Linked DNA regions of Mus musculus: regions 1, 2, 3 and 5 are each linked to region 4. A link is a contact called in public HiChIP or PLAC-seq and promoter capture Hi-C data. All regions are on one chromosome and are shown on one strand. The core of a region is the stretch at or near the end of the contact, and the rest is flanking DNA. Distances in the headings are between cores, read along the strand shown. Region 1 holds the start of Zfp74 (zinc finger protein 74). Region 2 holds the start of Plekhg2 (pleckstrin homology domain containing, family G (with RhoGef domain) member 2). Region 3 holds the start of Supt5 (suppressor of Ty 5, DSIF elongation factor subunit). Region 4 holds the start of Spint2 (serine protease inhibitor, Kunitz type 2). Region 5 holds the start of Acp7 (acid phosphatase 7, tartrate resistant).

Region 1 (2,700 bases), core at 188-2,687, 670 kb after region 4:
TATTTAGATTTTGGAAGATTTTAATAAGGATATGCTTGTTAACATATCAACTCCACTTCTAAAAGCCACCCGAAGAGAGGGAGGAAACAAGAGGAGGTATGAGGGAGGAAATGGGGTACATTACAGCATTGCCAAACAGTTCTGCATGAACTTGGTTTATAACTTCAAGAGGTTGAAAACAGAAATTAATCAGGATATATATATGTGTGTGTGTGTGTTGTGTGTGTGTGTTTAAATGGTATACACTTGAAATGTGTAATTGTTGATGTCAATATGTTAACAACATCAATGGTTAAATAAGAGCCGTAAGTTACAGAACTGTATATATGATGTTACTGCTCTTTTTTTTTCTTTTTTTTAGATTTGTTTATTTTATGTGAGTACACTGTAGCCATCTTCAGACACACCAGAAGAGGGCATCAGATCCTATTAGAGATGGTTATGAGCCACCATGTGGTTGCTGGGAATTGAACTCAGGACCTCTGGAAGAGCAGCCGGTGCTCTTAACCACTGAGCCATTTCTCCAGCCCGTTACTGCTCTTTTAAGAGGCCATGCTCTTTATATGAGCACATAAATGTACGCGTTCATGCTCACGAGTGTAAAGAAGTCAATTTGTCAGGAGCTGCATGACTGACTAGGAGAAATAAATAATTTTTAGTCTTTGGGCTTTTCTGTATCTTGCTATTTGGGAAATGGAGTTGGGCTGCAAGGCAAATGAATTTCGCCTGTCATGTACACAAGACAGTTTGTCAATACAGGAAAATAGTCAAGTCCTGGAGATACTGATGCTTCATATAAAAATATTTTCAATTATTATAAACGGCTAAAGGTAGCACTCGTTCAAACGCGGTCTTCACACATCTCCACACAATCCTACCCGCCTAACTTCCACCCACAGAGTTTTTCATTAATGCATTCATTCATTATCTCAGCCATCACATGTGCACCCACGTTCGTAAAGGCACATAAAGGATAACGAGCAAATTATAGTCACATCACGGCTGCTGCAAACCGCAGGCATCCCGTCCTCTACCCACACCCGCGACCGCTCTACAGGGCCCTGGCTTCCACCCAGCACAAAGAGTCCTGGCCTCCAGCTCACGGCTTCCGGGACTCAACGCTGAGCCGGGCCACGGGTCTCGATCCCCCAACCCGACGCCGCCCAAGGCTCACAGCCTCCGGGCTACGGCCTGGTGCTGCTAGGCTGGGAAAGAAGACCCACAAACCTGGGTCCGCTAGGCGCAGGGTAGCACTTCCCAGAGGGCCGCGCGGCTCGCCGGGCGGGTCTGGCCTTCGGCGTGCGAGTCAGGAGAGTGGCCAAGGCTCGGGTAAGGGCGCGGCGCTGCGGCAGGGGGACCGGCTTGAGCCTGGGCGGGTTTTGTAGCAGCGGCTACCCCGCGGCCTGGCATTCACAGCCTGGGGGTGCAACTTGCAACTGAGAAGAATCCGAAAGGATCCCTTGCGTTCTTGCTTTGAACTACATTTCCCAGAGCCCTTCGCGGCCCGAGACCTGTGCTCACCCAAATGAAAAACTGGCCCTCGGCTATGAGACTTTCAGGGTTAGGGAGTCTGAGCCAGGAAGAGAGCACGGCTGAGTTTGTTTAGTTCCCTTGGATCAGGGCTCTCTCCCGAGATTGTCTACCTCTTTATGATGGGGATGGTCCTCCGGAGTCACAAACTCTTGGTAGCAGGCAGAAGGAGGAGTTACGTGAATACGTGTGTGTGAGAACTAGACTATGGGGTCAGGGTGTGGAGTTTATAGAGTTAAGAGACCTTGAAGTTCAGTGACATTTAAAACTGTGTGAATTTGCAACCACTTTTGTAATCATGGCTGGGTGTTCTCTTGCAGCGTTTCATTGCTATCTTCCAATTTTGTCAGAAACATGCTTTTGTCTATACTTCGTAGACTCCTTGTTCTGACCGACAGTGTTACTGGACTGTTAACGTAGGATTGTAAACACCATTGCTGAGCAATGTCTACATACTAACTAGATCCTAAGGAAACGGAGCCATTTACTAGTCAACTAGACCCTTGTACCAGTTAGCCGTTCTCTCTCCATCAAAACAAAACAATCACCACTGGGGAGGGGGACGTTATTAGATATACGTTTTTACAAATACTTTCCACCCTTGCTGTAGGAGTAATTTGTCCTTTTATTGTCCTGATAATACTCTTTAGTGAACAAGGGTTTTTTGTTGTTGTTGTTGTTTGTTTGTTTGTTTTAAAGGTTTATTTATTTCTACTTGACGTGTTTTGAGTATTTTGTCTGCAGTTCATGCATGCAATACACAGAGAGACCAGAAGGGGGCATCCGATTCCCCGAAACTGGAGTGGCCTGTGCTTGTGAACCACTCCCTGAGAGTTCTGGGAATGAAACATGGGTCCTCTTCAAGAGCAACAAGTACTCTTGATGCCTAATCTGTCTCTCAGCCCCTGCTTTAGATAGATAGTATAGTGTACATAGTTCCTTTATCATAGTATTTAAGCAACATTATTTTATTTCACACAGAATATAGAACTCTAAGCAATAGTTTGTTTCTCTTTTCCTTTCATAATATTGTTGCTGTCAAATAAACTTCTTGAATTTGCCATCGCTTGACATGTAGCCCAAACTGGCCTCAAGCTCAGATAAATCGCCCAGCTTCTGTTTGACAGGCCCACCCCCATCCTAACTTTTATTTTCTGTCTATCCCAGCAC
Region 2 (2,700 bases), core at 157-2,656, 910 kb before region 4:
GACCCACTTCTTGGGAACTAGACTTCACCGGTCTCTCGGCCGCTCCTACTCACAGATAGGGTGCTGGAAGCTGATCTAAACTCAAGGAGGGGCCCCAAGAAGATACAAAGTGACAGGAAGAAGGGGCTGAGAATACAAGCCAAAGATGGAAAAAGGTTGAGACAAAGAACGAAGACAGCAAAAGTGCCTGAGTCTGCAAGTCCCATCTGTCTGGGGGCCCCCCTCCCAAGGCTCAGGGATCCTGGGAACTCTCAGGCTCAGGCTGAAGCTGAGGGCGAGGGGCAGGGCTGGGAAAAACCGTGGGCGGGAGAGGCCGCGGGGTCCCAGGGGAGGGCGGAGGCTGGGGGACCGGATGCCAGGGTCCTACAGACTGTTCCTTACCCCGCCCAAGACGGCGTACTGGGGCGCTGGCCCCGAGTCCTCCACCCAGCTCCAGTCGGTCCCTCGGCGCCCCAACCGCGGTCCCCACCGTTGGATTCTCCCCTGTGCAGTTGCAGCCCCCAACTCCAGCCGGCGCCTCCGCTACCCCCCGCCGGCACGCCCCCTCATTGTTCCGCTTCGGCGCCGCCCCCTCCCCCAGCCCCGGGCCCCTCGCTCCCCTCACCTCCCGGGGAGCCACGGGCCTTGGGGTCGGGAGTCCCGCGCGTCTGGACCGTAACGCGCGATCCCTGGGGAGGCTCACAACCCAGACTTAAGGTCGTGAACTTGGGGTTCTCGGACTCCAGAATCCGGGGAGAGTTGGGATCCGGAGTCCGAAGTCTCGGTGTTCTAAATAGAAGATGCTGCAACCCTCTACTCGAGTCTCAGACCAGGGCGCTGGGGACCCAAACTCCTCAGTCTTCTAGGTAGGGCTGTGTGTTGTCGGGAGCACCGGGATTCCAGAGTTTCCAGAACCCGAGGGGCAGGAGTGAAGTCACCTCCGGGAGGGACCGCAAGGACTGGCTAACTCCTCGGTCTCCTGGAGGTGATGGATGCTGCAGCCCTAAGTCGAGGCGCGAGGTCCTGTCCCCAAGTGGCTCCAGGAGGGGGTCTTGGACTCAGAGTTGGGACCCCGTGGGAAGGATGCACGGCCACAGATCCTACGGTCTTCGAAGCCGGGTACGGGACGGGCCTCCAGCCTCGGGGCTGACTTCCCGAGCCCCGGGCTCCTCCAGGAGGGGGCGCTGGACATCAGAGGTCCCGGCCCCTCTGCGGGAGCCGGGACTTGCGGGTCTCTTAAAACGCGGGACAGAGTTCCCGGACGCCTGGGCCCAAGACTATGAACGCCTCGGGCTCCGGGATGAGTGTCCTGGGGCTCTGGGGGCAGCGGCAACGCCGCATCTGGGGCGGGGAGAGTCGGGTCCCAGATGTGGGGCGGGGGGCGGCCGCCCAAGGCTTCTCCTCCCCTTTGCCGCCGCCGCGGCTCACATCCTGTTCCCGCCTGCTGGGGGGAGGGGCCGCCTTCCGGCACGCCCTCCCGTAAAGGCTTTTAAAATCCCCGCCCCCTACTCTGAATAATTGCAAGCAAGCGGTTCCAACGGCGAGTCACCGCCCACATTCCAAGAGCCTAGAGCCGGGAGGACTTTTTACCTTTTACAGCAAGGGCCCAGGAGGCGTGAGAATCTGGAATAGTCTCACACTCTTGTTCTTATTGGTCGATCGGCGGGCTTTATATTTGCATATGCAATGTTGGGCCGAGCCGTTCAACAAAGTCCTGCGACTACAACTGACTGAAGGACTTTGTGGCGCGAGGGTGCGGCCGGAGCTCCAGTGGCGCAATCGGTTAGCGCGCGGTACTTATATGTCAGTGCTAGGCGTAAGCGATGCCGAGGTTGTGAGTTCGATCCTCACCTGGAGCACTTCTTTTTTTAACTCATCTACCTCTTTTCTGGTGTTCTCTCATCAGTTTAGAAGTCTTCACATTTTATAATTTCAATCAAATGTTTTGGCTTGTTTGAGACAGGGTCTCACCATGTAACTCTCTGGCTGGTCTGGAAGTCATTATGTAGACCGGGCTGGCCTCGAACTCACAGAGAGCGCCTGCCACTGCCTCTGCCTCTGCCTCTGCCTCCCTAGTACTGGTATTAAAGACGTGCGTCACTGTACCCGGAAACTACAGAATTTTTGAAGAATGAACATTTCTTTGTGAATTTTTTGCAATGGTCTGTGGAACAGTCCCAAAGTTGCAGTTTCTATTCTGGTCGCCAGAGGGCAATAACGTCTCTTATTAGATGGCCTGGGCGTCAGATAAAATCCAAATCTCAGATCCCAGGGATGGATGGATGCTTACAACACACTCTTTATGGATATTTGTCTTCTACAGGTTTCTGAACAGATTTTTTTTTTTTTTTTTTTTTTTTTTACTGACCACTCACTAGGAACTGTATCCTCTGTCTCTGAGGACTTGACTTTTTACTAAGGAGACTGAGTACTGAAAGTCTACGAATTAAGTACTTTTTTTTAAAATTTGACTTTCCCTATGTTACCCAGACTGGCCTAAACTCCTGGCTCCCTCACCATCTGGGAGTGTAACTGTATCGTTAGATTAGCTACTGATAAGTATGGATAAGTAGGGTGGGATGCAGATTATCATAGCTGTCATGGATGGACTGTTTTTATTTTATGTGTATGGGTGTTTGGCCTGCAAGTGTGTCTGTGTACCATGTTCATGCTTGGTGTCCAAAGAGACTGGAGGAGGGCGGCAGATCCCCTGGAACTGCA
Region 3 (2,700 bases), core at 6-2,505, 940 kb before region 4:
AAGCAGATCTGAGTTCAAGGCCAGCCTGATCTACAGAGTGAGTTCCAGGACAGCCAGGGCTACACAGAGAAACCCTGTCTCGAAAAACCAAAAAAGAAAAAAAGAAAAGAAAACAAAACAAAACAAATAAAATCCAAAGTATACATATTTCAGATCTTGGAGGATTTTTGGATTATTTGCACATACACAATAAGGTACCTTGGAACGGGACAATACATGAAATTCATATATCTTTCATATATACTGTGCACAGTCATTTAACACAGTATTTTTAGTGCACTAGTGTTGACTTTGACCTGTCATATGTGGAATTTTCCATTCGTAGCATCGACAGAAGACTAGAAAAGTTACAAAATCATCTGGATTTTCACACTAGGATGCTGAACCTGGGAGTCTCTCATATTTACTGGCTATATTTATTCACAGTAGCAAATTCACATTCACCCATCAGTTGTCGATTTACATTTTAAAATCTGTTAGCAGGAGCCCAAGGACAAAGACTTGTACAGGCTGGCACACAGTAGGCAATACATACACACTTCTGGAACAACTGGGGATACCTAAAAACACAAACACGAAAGAATCCTAAGAGCTGGGGCTGTCCACCTAGCAGGGCCCTGAACTCAATCCTAGCATCGCAAGTGATAAAAAGTAAACCGAAAGAAACAAATCAGATGAAAGCCAACCGTGGACCTGGCGCACCCCCACCTTCTGGACGCTGCCCCTGCGCTCCACGCTGACTTGCACACTCGTCCATCTCTCCCGACAATCTGGAACCACCCTCCCCCCCAGCCGTTCCGAGTCCCCGGCTCCCCCAGGGCCCTCTCTGCCCTGCCCCTGTCCCTGTCCCCAGGCGCAACGTCTCCCCTAAGAATCCCAGGCACCGACCTCGGCCTCCTCCGCCTCGCTGCTGCGCTCGCTGTCCTCCTCCTCGGAGAAGTTGCTGTCTTCGCTGTCCGACATCTTCCGCAGCTGCAGAGGAAGACCGCGGCCTCAGGGCGTCGCGGAACCAAAAGCGCCACCCCCAAGCCTCAGTTTCCCCGCAAGGTAAACCGGGGGAGAAAATCCCCAGGCGCACTTCCGGCAGCCTGGTTCAGGCGGTCGCGAACCCGCGTTGTTCGGGCTATGGCAGCTAGCACACCCGGCCCTGGCTGCGGCCGGCACACGTCCTGAACCTCCGCCAGCCCCGACCCCCGCTCCGGCCCCTGCCTGCCGTCCCACGCCCGCTCACCGATCGCTTGCCACCTGAAGCTTCCGCGCCAGCTGCGGATCACACAACGCCTAGCTGGCCTGAGCGCTCTCTCGCGAGAACTGGCGCGTCAGTCTCACCTAACGCGAGACTTTAGGGGCCTGCTCTGAGGGCGGCCTCTTGGAGCCGCCATCTCCGGAGTGGCCAAAGTGGTTTACGCGGACTGTACGGCCGCCATCTTGAGAAGGTCGAAAAGTAATCGGCTTCTCCTAACCCAGAGCTGAATCGGGTGAACTGTTGGCTCGTCCGTCCTCTAAACTTCCCTCGGAGGTGTCAGAGGTGACGGGACAGAGATTCGGCTTCACACCGCCACCCTCGGCATTCTGAGGAGTTCCCCTAGATTTTTAGGGACCTAGACTCAGGTTAAATCCGAATTCCTGGCGATGCTCAAAACAATCTCAAAACTTGTTAGTTTAGCGCGGCACAGTATTGTGTTATTAATGATCTGGTTTGTTTGTTTGTTTGTTTGTGTGATAAGGCCTTACTTTGTAGCCTGGCTAAATCTCAGACTCACAAAGATAAGCCCATGTCTGCCTCTGCCTCCCTGGTACTGAAATTAAAGGCGTGTGCCACCATGCTTACAATGAAAGACACTTTAATACGGATTTAAGACTGAAGGCGGGAGCTGGTGAGATGGCTCAGTGGTTAAAAGCGCCTACTGCTCTTCCGAAGGTCCTGAGTTCAAATCCCAGCATCCACATGGTGACTCACAACCATCCATGACGAAATCTGATGCCCTCTTCTGGAGTATCTGAGGACAGCTACTGTGTACTTACATATAATAAATAAATAAATAAATCTTAAAAAAAAAAAGAAGAAGAGGAAGAAGAAGAAGAAGAACTGAAGGTGGACAGGCGAGCCAGGAGTTATGCACAAAACCATCACATTTATTTAATTCCGGACAGCCAAGGTTACACAGTGAAACACTGTAACCAAAACAAAACAATAAAACCTAAACTGGAGAGTTGGCTCAACCGCCAAAGAACGCTGGCTGCTGTGGAGCTGTGGTCAATTTCCAGCAGCTCACAACCCGCTTTCACTCCAGTCTCAGGGGAGCTAATGCTCGCCCTCTTCAGGCCTCGGCTGACATTGAATATCCACAGACATAAAAATTCAAGACAAGCCGGGCGGTGGTGGCGCACGCCTTTAATCCCAGCACTGGGAAGGCAGAGGCAGGCGGATTTCTGAGTTCGAGGCCAGCCTGGTCTACAGAGTGAGTTCCAGGACAGCCAGAACTGCACAGAGAAACCCTGTCTCGAACCCCCCACACACAAAAAAAAATTCAAGACAGAAAGTTAATAAAAGCAGCATGCTTGAGCAATCTAGATGGCTCATCAGATAAAGTATCTTGCTGAGAAACCTGACGATCTGAGTTCTATCCCTGGAACCTATATGATAGAAGGAAGATAGCCAAAAAGTTTTCTTCTGACCTCTGCATCCATGCTATAGTT
Region 4 (2,700 bases), core at 10-2,509:
ACTCTGCACGTTAAGTGTTCGCTCCCACTGGAATCCAAGCTCTGCGAATTCAGGAACCTGTCTAGTCTTGAGTCAGCCACGACCACCATTCTTACAGACCCTCAGCGGGGACTCAATTAAGTTTGCTCAATCAATGAATTCTTTCAAAAGAGATCTTTTCAAAGCTGGCTAGTGGTTGTCTGAAGCAGTTAAAAGTTGTAACGACTCCTAAAGACGCAAACCCCAGCTGCTGGGTGCCAATACTACACTCGGAGAACAGACGTTCCTGCATTGGCAGGCACCTTGGCAAAGCTCCTCCCTTCTACCAACCGCTGCTTCTCTTCTTCCTCGGGAGATCATGGGGCTGTTGCCATATGTGATATCAACAGGTGTCCGAAGTGCGTTTTCCCTGTACCCAAAGCGGCCAACAGGTCTCCCGAACAAATTTCCACCTCTGAGGCTTGAATGCGCCCCCCACCCCCACCCCAAGTCCCCGTCCCCACCCCGGGCTTTCTTTGGCCAAGCAATTTCCGCTTCGTTGAGCTCCTCACCCACTTCCAGTGCCACGCCTTCCTGGGTCAATACACCTCATCTCCCTCCCTTCCTCCTTCCTTCTGGAAGGGACACTTTGCTAACCCTTACGCCCCCGCGCTCGCGAGGCTCCTACCCTTCCTAGCCCGCCACCTGCAGGTCTGGCTCCACCGCCCATCCTCCCCAACCCCAAGGAGCCTGCGATCACTCTGCGCACCGAGTACCCCCACTTTCGCTGCGGCCTCCTCTATCCCCTGCTCCCGGATCCCCCGCCTGGCCCTCACCGTGGACGTCTAGTTCTCGGCTGGCCACCTGGGCCCCGGAGAGGAGCAGCGAAGCTACCAAGGCGAGGAGCGCCCGGCCCCGCCGCAGCTCACAAAGCTGCGCCATGACCTGCTGCCAGCGCCGCGCGCCAGGCCTCGAGCCGCCGGCCGTTGGGGTGTGGGGGTGGGGTCTCGCGAGCAGGTGCGGGAAAGCCCACGGCCGCGCACGCGCACTGCAGGTCCGCGGGCTCAGGTGCGGCTTCGCCCCGGAGTAGGACTTCGAGGCGCCCGGGTCCCCGGAAGCCCTTTTTTCTGGCTTTTGGCGCGTGCGACGCCTTAGTTGCCTCCCAACACGGTCCCTGGACTCGCGCGGCAACACTCTGCGACTCTTCCCCAGACTGTGAAAGCCTCCACCCGTCCGAGGAGTACTACGGCGAATGGCGGACGCAGGGACACAAGAGAAGGTGGCACCCAGGCTGGGGGTGGGGCGCACCTGGCGGGGCGGGGCAGATGCGGCGCAAGCGCGGAGGGCCCCGCACCTGGCTCTGCGGCCTGCACCTGGCACCGCCCCCGGCTCCTGGGAGGAGGCGTGGTTGGCATTGACCCCGCCCCAGCCGGACCTTGCGGGAGGCGTGGGTCTGTTGGCCACGACGTCCTTGCGCCTTCGTGCTTGCGCTGTGACTATGGCGAGAGAAACTTTTCGGAAACCTGTGGCTGTCTGCCCGCTCTGCTTTAGCGTTCCTTTAGGTGTGAGAGATATATCCTGCCTAAATTCCTCGTTCTCTGTGCCATAAACAAATGTCCCGGATTGAGCAGTGGCCAGGCCAGCTTGGCCTGTGTGTCGTCAAACAGGATCAGCCCGTAGTAGTGATGCGGAAGCAGAGGGAAGAGTGATCAGGAATGTGATGGTGAAATCCTACAGTTGAGTGAGCAGGGGTTGGGACAGTGAAAATCAGGGCATGATCAGAGCCCAGTTTCCTATTCAGTGCGACTGCCAGTTAGGCAGGGCACTGTCTGGAAAGAGGTGACAAGTCCTTAAAACTGCAGGTTTCTCTGGACCCCGTACAGGAAGACAAATACAAATATATAGAGGTGTTAGGGTGACGATCAGAAGCTTGCAAAGGATGAACAGACCTGAAAGGGGGAGGGACACGGGGACTGGACTAGGTACAACACCCAAAGGAGACTTACAAACCACTACCACAGAACCAGGGTGGGCTTCTGGAAAGAAGCTCCATTTAAACTGGATGAATGGAGGAGGGCTGACAGAGGAAGTAGAAGGCCGTTAGCAGAAGAATTAATGATCTCGTTATCATTGAAAATACTGCTCTTGGGCTGGCAAAGTGGCTAAGTAAATACAACTGCCACCAAACCTGATGACCAGATTCGCACCTGCTCGCAAGGTCACCCCCCACCACCACCCCCCAACGGCTGGAGGCCTGGCGTGCCCGGGTGCTCCACGCCTTGTTAGCTTCGCTGCTTCTCTCCGGGGCCCAGGCGGCCAGGAGATTCCTGGTGCAAACACGGTGGAAGAAGAGAACTGGCTTCCTGAAGTTCTCTGACCTCCACACTGTAGCCATGGCACCTGCCAGACCACACGAACACAGACACACACACACAGACACACACACACACACAGACACACACACACACACACACACACACACAAATAAATGTGTTTAAGAAAAATAAAATAGGGCTGGAGAGATGGCTCAGCGGTTAAGAGCACTGACTGCTCTTCTGAAGGTCCTGAGTTCAAATCCCAGCAACCACATGGTGGCTCACAACCATCTATAATAAGATCTGTCACCCTCTTCTGGTGTCTAAAGACAACTACAGTATACTTCATACAATAATAAATAAATCAAAAAAAAAAAAAAAAAAAGGAACTGACTGCTCTTCCAGAGGTCCTGAGTTCAATTCCCAG
Region 5 (2,700 bases), core at 10-2,509, 650 kb before region 4:
AGAGGATGGAGAATGGACCGATGCCAGGCAGAGCCGTGTGTCCGTCTGTCAGGATGTCTGTGGGGGAGGAAGACTGAATGACTGAAACGTCTCTGAGGGGAGTGGTGAAGGAGATGCTGGTGAGAGAATAATTAATGAGGTTTCTGAGCCTCGCTGCTCAGCACTTTGCATAGATTAATGGCAGGAGGCCTCACAGCATTCCTATGAGGTGGTGGCGACAGACATCACCAACCCAGTCACATATAGGAAACTGAGCAACCGAGTGACTCAGTGGCAAGGCTAGGATGAGATGCAGCTGAGTTTGAACCCTTCCGGCCCAGGCTCCTGATCCTGGGAGGGGGCTAGGAGGCTGGGGGGCGGGGATGCCTTTGACAACGCCATCCCCAACATCTCTGTCTTCTCTTAGCGACCTATTCTCCAGATTCTTAGCATCCCACTGTACCCTCAGCCTCTCTAATTCATCCTCAGATTTCCACTTATTCCTCCGGACCCGATAACTCCAACTCTACTCCCAGATTTCTCATTAGCTCCACCTGCCTGGAGCGGCTTCTTCTCATTCCCCTCCCCAACATCCCATCTTGCCTTCAGATCTCTCTCCTCCCCGGGCTCCATCCTCATCCCAGCTGCCTCTCCAGCCCTGAACCTGCATTGCCTGAACCCCGGTTTCTCCTCAGCTCCCAGGCCAGCTGAGGTTCTGAAGTTCGGTCCACCTGCCCTCGGGACCTGGACAGGTGCCTCGGGTCTGAAAGAACCGTCCACCGAAGGTCGAGAGCTGGGACGTGGGGTGGGGGGCGCAATCGGGAAGGGGACGCCGGCTCACCCTCAGGGGCGCGCCAGCCGCCCTCACGGTCCTCTCGGCCACCGATGCGCTGCAGTATTTATGAGCTTGCAGGGACACAGGCTCCCGCCGCCCACAGGTGTCCCAGCCCCGGAAGAGCCGGCTGCTTCAGGTGACGGGCTCCCCAGACAGCCCGAGCCCCGTGTCCCACAGGTCCGGCCGGTCCCTGGCGCCCCACGCCCACCCTCACGCCCCCCTCAGGGTGGGGCGCAGAAAGAGGGGACCCAGAAAAGCATGGGACGCCGCCACCTCCGAGCCAGACAGCAGGTTAGCGCCGGGACAGGTAAGGCTGCCCTGTCCCCAGGCGTCCCACCGCCCCAGCTGCGGAGACCCCCTGGTGACAGAAACCCACCCTCAGTCCCAAGGGAGGCCGCGATCCTGGGATTCCCATCCATCTCCGTTGAGCCCTCAGCATCTTCCTCTCAGCTCCTTCCTGCTTCCCAGAGCCGGGACTCTCCCTCAGACCCCCGCAGGGTATCCTGGAAAACACAAACTCCAAAGGCCCTGGTGACAATGGTGTTTGTGAGCCCGGTGCCCTAGGCGCAGTTGCTCAATCTCGCTACAGCCTGTTTTCTCACCTGTAAAAAAGGAGGAGATGGCTGGCACATACCCCGGTGTGCTACCCTAAGAACCGAGTTCAAGTCCAGAGCCGCCCCCACCCCCCCCACACCCCTGTCAAGGTGGGAACAAGTGGAATTTGAGCTGTCTAGATGCTGAAGAGGCCTTCAGCAAAGTGCGCTTAGGGTTTCCCAGATCCACAGCAGACACGTTCTTGGGGGAAGAGAGGTTTTCTGTCTTACACGCATTTTCTGTGCGATGACTCTGCAGTTTAGCTTTGTAAGCAGTTCTAGGTCTTTGGAGGTGGAGCTTGTGGAGTCTGACTTCGGGGCGGGAGTCCCCGGTCTTTAGGATTTTTGAACTCCCTACCCCTTTTCATTACAGCTTAAAATGTAATAATAATAATAATAATAATAATAATAATAATAATAATAATAATTGATAAATCACTCGGATCTGGGGCTAGTGTTGCACGCCCTTTATCTCCTGCACACCGGAGGCAGAGGGTCCTTATGAGTTCAAAGCCAGCTAGCCTGTTCTGCGATGAGTTCCAGGGCTACACAGTAACGAGTGTGAGCCTGTCTCAAAGATAAAATAATCACTTGGTCGTAGTGGTACACCCCTTAATCCCAATCTGTAGGAGGCTGGACCAGGAGGCCAGGAACCTGAGGCCAGCTAGGCTCCCTAACAAGACCCTATCTTAAAGCAGAACGCCACAAACAACTCTCTTTATCAATTTCAGCTCTGGCTCACCGCTACTCTAGCAGCCACAATCAAAACCTCTTCTTGTTATTTTTCTTGGTGGCCTTCCAGAATGGAAGCATCTTAGCCGGGTTTTATGCAAAGGATGCCTACTGCAAACCTAACGTGACTCCTGGCTGCTCCTGTTTTTATGCCACCAAGTTATGGACAGCCAAATATTTTTAAAGCAAGTGTGTCATACGGAAACACATGTGCTTTCTCATTTGTTTATTTGAAAACAGGATTTTATGTAATCCGGACTAGACTGGAACTCACTTACTCCATAGCTGAGGCTAGCCTGGAACTCCTGATCTTGTTTTGTTTTGTTTTGTTTTGTTTTGTTTTGTTTTGTTTTGTTTTGTTTTGTTTTGTTTTGTTTTTCAAGACAGGGTTTCTCTATATAGCCCTGGCTGTCCTGGAACTCACTCTATAGACCAGGCTGGCCTCGAACTCAGAAATTCGCCTGTCTCTGCCTCCCAAGTGCTGGGATTAAAGGCATGAGCCACCACTGCCCAGCACTCCTGATCTTCTAGACTCAGCCTATCAAATGCAAGGATTACAGG

The links. HiChIP or PLAC-seq counts read pairs in DNA pulled down with a chosen protein or histone mark. Capture Hi-C pulls out chosen DNA fragments and counts their contacts.
Region 1: an H3K27ac HiChIP or PLAC-seq map of embryonic stem cells shows a contact between it and region 4, with 2.3 times the contacts expected there. The contact joins the promoter of Zfp74 here to the promoter of Spint2 in region 4. A contact is called at or near these places in 1 of 39 promoter capture datasets (liver), 2 of 484 Hi-C or Micro-C datasets (both in embryonic stem cells) and 2 of 115 datasets of contacts at active chromatin or transcription factors (embryonic stem cells and pancreatic cancer cells).
Region 2: a contact with region 4 is called in an H3K27ac HiChIP or PLAC-seq map of bone marrow-derived dendritic cells, with 3 times the contacts expected there. The contact joins the promoter of Plekhg2 here to the promoter of Spint2 in region 4. A contact is called at or near these places in 1 of 39 promoter capture datasets (embryonic stem cells) and 3 of 115 datasets of contacts at active chromatin or transcription factors (bone marrow-derived dendritic cells, embryonic limb bud and memory CD8 T cells).
Region 3: a contact with region 4 is called in a FOXA1 HiChIP or PLAC-seq map of pancreatic cancer cells. The contact joins the promoter of Supt5 here to the promoter of Spint2 in region 4. A contact is called at or near these places in 2 of 39 promoter capture datasets (liver and pre-B cells) and 1 of 115 datasets of contacts at active chromatin or transcription factors (pancreatic cancer cells).
Region 5: a contact with region 4 is called in a promoter capture Hi-C map of pancreatic islet. The contact joins the promoter of Acp7 here to the promoter of Spint2 in region 4.

Annotation. Positions count from the first base shown.
Region 1 is chr7:29,952,628-29,955,327 of GRCm38.p6, forward strand. Zfp74 (zinc finger protein 74) reads right to left here and starts at 1,438. Exons shown (of 6, transcript NM_178384.4): 1 at 1,228-1,438. C230062I16Rik (a long non-coding RNA gene) reads left to right here. Exons shown (of 4, transcript XR_003946630.1): 1 at 1-1,329.
Region 2 is chr7:28,371,256-28,373,955 of GRCm38.p6, forward strand. Plekhg2 (pleckstrin homology domain containing, family G (with RhoGef domain) member 2) reads right to left here and starts at 1,407. Exons shown (of 19, transcript NM_138752.2): 1 at 605-1,407. n-TIaat16 (a tRNA gene) reads left to right here and starts at 1,744; the gene lies at 1,744-1,838.
Region 3 is chr7:28,337,464-28,340,163 of GRCm38.p6, forward strand. Supt5 (suppressor of Ty 5, DSIF elongation factor subunit) reads right to left here and starts at 1,256. Exons shown (of 30, transcript NM_013676.1): 1 at 1,232-1,256; 2 at 889-972. The coding sequence starts at 963.
Region 4 is chr7:29,280,718-29,283,417 of GRCm38.p6, forward strand. It overlaps Spint2 (serine protease inhibitor, Kunitz type 2), which reads right to left and starts at 1,260. Exons shown (of 7, transcript NM_011464.2): 1 at 795-1,260. The coding sequence starts at 900.
Region 5 is chr7:28,629,654-28,632,353 of GRCm38.p6, forward strand. Acp7 (acid phosphatase 7, tartrate resistant) reads right to left here and starts at 1,260. Exons shown (of 13, transcript NM_175319.5): 1 at 1,191-1,260; 2 at 1-57.